Linked DNA regions of Zea mays: region 1 is linked to region 2. Evidence: chromatin contacts called from public Hi-C data. All regions are on one chromosome and are shown on one strand. Each heading gives the region's core, a stretch centred on a gene start, on an enhancer-like site or on the middle of the called end of the contact. The rest is flanking DNA. Distances are from core to core; before and after follow the strand shown.

The links. Hi-C and Micro-C count contacts between places; a contact is called where the count stands out from the background.
Region 1: a contact with region 2 is called in a Hi-C map of ear, with 1.6 times the contacts expected there. The contact joins the promoter of LOC100285436 here to the promoter of LOC103643706 in region 2. A contact is called at or near these places in 2 of 25 Hi-C or Micro-C datasets (ear and leaf).

The regions. Positions count from the first base shown.
Region 1 is chr1:258,998,497-259,001,390 of Zm-B73-REFERENCE-NAM-5.0, forward strand. LOC100285436 (synaptic vesicle 2-related protein) reads left to right here and starts at 1,421. Exons shown (of 7, transcript NM_001158329.2): 1 at 1,421-1,652; 2 at 2,241-2,431; 3 at 2,585-2,861. The coding sequence starts at 2,605. LOC109943771 (a long non-coding RNA gene) reads left to right here. Exons shown (of 2, transcript XR_002266851.2): 2 at 1-74.
Region 2 is chr1:258,835,971-258,838,964 of Zm-B73-REFERENCE-NAM-5.0, forward strand. It overlaps LOC103643706 (F-box/LRR-repeat protein At3g48880), which reads left to right and starts at 1,736. Exons shown (of 2, transcript XM_008666878.3): 1 at 1,736-2,258; 2 at 2,368-2,994. The coding sequence starts at 1,873. The coding sequence ends at 2,866.

The DNA of each region.
Region 1 (2,894 bases), core at 171-2,670, 160 kb after region 2:
AATGATGAACGAAGAGAAGATCAAAGCTACCAATGAACACATTGAGAACCCTCCTCTACGTGATTATGGAGATGTAGTTGTCCTTATCTTTGTTTATCTTGATCCTTGTATTTACCCCTAGAATTAATAATGTCCTCGTCTGCACCATGAATATTGAAAGTGTCATTTTATTGAGTGGATGCATATACCTAAGTCTTATTGGTCAGAGCCAAAGAAAATGAGAAAGAAAAGAAACATATCATAGCCCTCCCAATCCTCTAAAAATGTGGAATTGAAGCACGCTACGCCCTAGTTCCTTTGGAGCTTAGAATAGACAATCGATGCGACCATATGGTTGATTACGATGAGGTTGGTGGGACATTTTTAAATACTTAAAATTGAACATTTGGCATATAATGACCTTTTGTCAATGGAGCACTAGAAAATGAAACTAAAAGGATTCCAAATTTAGACATGAATGTGAGGATACAATTCGATAGAAGCAAGTAATGCAACAAAAATCAAAATATGGATCTCAGTGTGTCAACAAATTTGTTAGAATCCAAAAAGATAAGTTACGTCGCCAAGCATAGAAACAAGATCTATTTAATTTGATATATCTAAGTACAAATGGGTGGTATGTTTGAGAGATGCAAGGGCCATGGAATGCCAGGTAGAAAGCAGAGGAGGAGAGGGCAAATGAGACAAAATTCAATTGCAACTCATGAATGACCTTGTTGCTGGTTTGCACAATGAGTGCTTGGATTGCCTTGGATTATGTAATTATTTTGATACCTTGTTTTTATTTTAATGTAGGTGGCTAATTTATCGTATTTCTCTTTGTAGGAAAAGAACAATATATGCAATGAGCACGCTAGTAAGGTAGCACATGTCAGGTTTGAAAGAAGAAAGACATAGGAGCATAAAGTAAAAATGGCTCTTTGTGTATTATCTCATATTACGGAGGTCCATGAAAGTGGTGAAGATAAAGAGGACACTTCTAGACTTTGCGAACTCATCGATCTTGCAGGAGAAGAAGAGCGAGCAAAGAAGGATGCTTGAATTCTCAAGCCACTGTAAATTGGAGACCAAATACTTCACACAAAAATAAGATAGGACATAGAAAGGTGAGCCTATCCACATGAATAAGATTATCGTAGAGGGTTGGAATGAGGACACTGCGTTACTTTACAATGGTGGTGATGATTAGCTTAACATGTTCTAGTCGATATTTTTGATAGCGTAAAATGCAGCGGTAGTTCTCCAATTTAGCACGCTGTGTCATTTGGATCATCAAATTAAAAAAACGGCAACATAGTTAGTCATGCTAGAAGGATTTCTGCGCTCAAACATATTTTTTCTAAGTAAATTCCTAATATTATTTTTAGAAATAGTTTTAAAAATAAAAATACCACCAAGACCGGAGCGCCCACTACTTCAAACGAAACTGAACATCTCACCAGAAGTGCTACGCTGATCTGCTCTCTAGGCGGCTCGCTCGTTACTCGTTCGTCTTACCGCCTCCCAACAAACAGCGAGCGGCGCGACCTAAGCCGCTCTGCGCCCACCGGCCAGCCGGGGCGGAGAGGGACCGACCGCTCCTCCGTTCGAAGTGCCGGTCCTGAGTCACCGGCGTCGCCCGCATCCGCTGCTCAGCTCGCCCGCCAGCCTGGGTTCGCTTCGTTTCCCTCCACTCCTCCCTTGCCCTCGCCTCTTACTGATTCCTTCGTTTCCTTCGTCTGTCCTCCTCCACCCCGCTCCAGGCCTGCCGTAGCCGAATACCGGTGGCGGTCTCCTCCTGCGAGAGTGCGGCGGGCGCACACACTAGGCTAGGCATACATGTACTGCTCGACTTAAGCGGCAGTGCTCTCACTGTATCTGTATGCACGCTCTGAAATTCGGCCCTGAACTATGGTCTATGGCAAAACCATGGACCTGTAGCTCCGCGTATTTACTCGTGGCGTTTCTTTAGTCTGAGTTGAGAAACCAGTGTCAAGAAGATGTACCCAATCAGCTGCCACTCAAAGTCGACGCTCCTGCGCATCTTCAGCCAATATACCGTACGATCTCTCTAGCCACAAGGAATATACTATGCCGAAATATGGCAGTTCGTCTCCGCTATCGTTACTATGCTGCCCATCTTCTGTAGTTATGCTTCCTTTGTGCTCTCAGCTTCTGTCAATAAAGCATGGCTCCCTTAATTTGCTGGGTGGATTACACTTGCCTTCTGTTTCTGAACATTGACCTCCTTCACTGTGCAGTGGCGATCGGCATCCTCTTTTACTCCAGAAAAATAAAGATCTTCTCGCAAAAGAAAAAAAGGAAAAAAAAGAGAAAATGTCAATGCACTGCAATGGTTGATTCTGAAACTTGGATCAGATAGACACTGATACTCATTCTACTCATCAAATAAGCGTTGTCAGATCACGGTGCTACACACACTGGTTCAGTGGTGAGTCCAGTATGTTCCCTAAAAATGGATTCGTTTTGTATATGGTATTGACAAACACTATAAAAGCAAATACGTGCAATCTCAAAATCTCTGATTGTTGGTTCACCACAAGTTTATGCTTGGAATTTCTTAGAGACACCTTTTGCTTTGCAGAATCTGCAGGTGCTGCTCATATGGAAACATACACTACTGATGACGCTCTTACGCTCATGGGGTTTGGAAAGTTCCAAGCACTTGTCCTTGCATATGCAGGAATGGGCTGGGTTGCAGAAGCCATGGAGGTCATGCTATTGTCATTCCTTGGACCAGTGGTGCGGGAAGAGTGGAATGTCTCTCCCCAAGACGAGAGTCTGCTATCCAGTGTTGTGTTTGCTGGCATGCTAATCGGAGCTTGTGCTTGGGGCTTTATTTCCGACAGATACGGAAGAAAGTAAGGATCTGCTCCAGCAAACTCTTTATGTTT
Region 2 (2,994 bases), core at 486-2,985:
AAAATATTTGGATATCCTTTTCTAAACTTTAGAGTTCTAGTATGGGGTGGACTAAAGTTTAAAGTTAGCTTTGCATTACTTGTCTCGAGCTAATTTAAGTCTAAAATTTAGACTAGAGAATCTAAACAAGTTCTAACAACTATCAAGTAGTCCATTAATTAATCCGGTAAACTCATGTAATAGAAGTATAGGACTAACATGTATCCATGGAGCTGCAAACAACACATACTCCCTCCAAATTAAAATTCGTTTTGGGGTGTTAATGTATTTATACAATACTTGACGTATGTGTTTTATATTTGTTCAGATTCATTATCATTTATTTGAATATATACATGGAACCAAGACTATTTTGGGACAGAGTGAGTATATAATAAAACTTTAGTTGACTAAACTAAATATTACTTTCTCTGTTCCAATTTACAATTCGTTTGATTTTTTACACAAAGTTTGATCGGCTCATTTTATTCAAAAAATCATAATTTTTATTAATTTTTATTGTGATACTGTTTAGTATATAATGTACTTTAAGCATAGCTTTGCATTTTTTTTTTGCAAAAACGTTGAATAAGACAAGCCGACTAAACTTGATACATAAAAGTCAACAAATTATAAATTGGTATAATACTCCACCTGTCCTAAAATAAAATATTGAATATAGACATAAAAATTAAGAGTTAAAACCAATTTTATTTTGAGACGGATGGAGTAGTGACTAATTTTTATTTTTGAGAGTTGTTTTGGTGATTAGGGAATTGGAAGGGATCCATAAGGAAGGAAATCTCCTGCTCTTCAATTTTAAATAGAGAAAGGTTTCATCTCTATAGATTAACTTTAATTCTCTGGTCACCAAATCAATCCTAAAGTTTTGACTAGACCTAAGCAGGGCCGCATGTGCCCTTTATATATTTCTGTTTTTATCCTGACATGCCTCGGTCCCGGGACACATATACACCCTTCATTCGATTTTATTTTATAGAGTGAAAATATTTTAAATGCAATTAATCTTATATAATAATAACACTTATAATATTAAATAAGTACCTTATATTTTATATTGATTATTTTACAGCATTCTTGTTTAATATTCTATAGTTCTATTATTTGTTTTAAATTTTTGACTAAACCCGAGATATTTTGATAAAATTATAGTAGCTTGTAATTTAAAACGGAGGCTTTAGTTTTTAAGCACGTGGAGCGTCCCCAGCAGTGAATGCTGCAAAAGCGAAAACCGCGTCGCACTGTGTGCACTGCACATTGGGCAGCAGGCCAGCAGCCAGAAGGAGCAGGCCAGTCGTGTCGTGCGTGTGCGTGCCCGGCCGGCCAAGTTGCATGCATGGTCAATGGTCAAATGGCCAAGATGCATAGCACACGGACACAGTAGTACAGGGCGCGTCGCTGTTAACGACCCATTCAGTAAAAGATAGTAGAACGGCCGTCTCTCCATTTCAACTAGTAGGAAAACCCTTTCAAAAAAAACTAGTACAATTGTACAAAAACGTACACAACGAGCCGTATTTCGCTAGTATCTTACGTATACGAATATGACGCATGGGCTTAATTATGCAATTTATGCAGGCCCTAGCGTGAGCACTGTATTGTTCATGTCATGCCTACGGCGTATGCGTATCGTATTTGATAATGGACGAAAAGAGGGGGAGAAAACGAAAAACAAGAGAGAGAGATATATATATATATAGAATGGCTCGCGAGACCGGTCCGACCACGGCAGCTTTGTAAAGGCGGGGGCGGCTGCCTCTATATATCTGTCATTCTTCTCTCTCTCTCTCTCTCTTAAGTCTTACCATTCGCATTGTAAAGCCGCCCATCGACTCCTCGAGCTCGATCGCTCGCCGCCAAGAACTACAAGCCATGGAGACGGCGTCGGCCGCGTCCGTCCAGGGCCCCAGCGCGGCGCCGTGGGCGGACATGGACACGGACTGCCTGGTTCACGTGTTCGGGCGCCTCGACCTGGAGGACCTGGCGGCGGCGGCCCCGCTCGTGTGCCGGGGCTGGCGCCGGGCCGCCGCCGAACCGTCCCTGTGGCGCGCCCTCGACCTGCGCCGGGACCACGTCGCGCGCTTCATGCCCTGGGGCGCGCTCGCCGCCGCCTTCGCGCGCCGCTACGCCGTGCGCGGCTTCTCGCTCGCGGGCTTCCTCAGGATCTGCGTGTGGCGCGCGCGCGGCTCCGCCGAGGACGTCGCGCTCCCGCCGCTCCTCGCCGAGCCGGCGCACGAGATCGACCACATTTCGCTCCGGTTAGTGCCTCTGTCTGCCTGCTGCGCACGCCTCGCCTCTGTATGGTTGCTCTTGCTGTTGCTGCCACCTCGCACGAGCACGCGTCTCACATGCTTCGGCGTCGAGCAGGTGCCCCAGGTTGCGGCGCCTGGCGCTCCCGCACCTGACGGTCGGCGACGAGGCGCGCCTGCCGGACCTCGTCCCGCGGTGGCCGCTGCTGGAGCATCTGGAGCTGGAGACAAAGCCGTCGTCCTCCTCCTTCCCGGCGCTCGCCGCGCAGGTCGCGCTGCACTGCCCGGCCTTCGCCAGCCTCAAGACCTCGGGGGCCTTCAAGCGCGAGGACGCCGCGGCGCTGGCGCGCTCCCTGCCCAGGCTCCGCTCCCTCTGCGTCGACCGCTCCTACCTGCCCAAGGAGCAGCTTCTCGCCATCCTCGCCGCCTGCAGGGACCTGCGGGAGTTCAGCGCGCGCAGCTGCGTTGGCTTCGACGACGAGGACGAGGAGGTGCTCAGGCACGGGGCCAGGATCCTGCGGTTCGACGTCGGAGGGTCGAAGCTGGTGGACGAACTAGACGACGAGTTCCCCGGCGGTGGCGGTTTCTGCGACTCGTCCTACGTTGACGTGATGTGATCTCTGTCGCTGGTGCTCGCGGTCGCGGCGCGGCTGCTAAGTGACAGAGCCCACACATAAGTACACAACATAATTAATGCAGTTTGGATTTCATTCTATTGTATGAGCAGGGGAATTATACTATTATT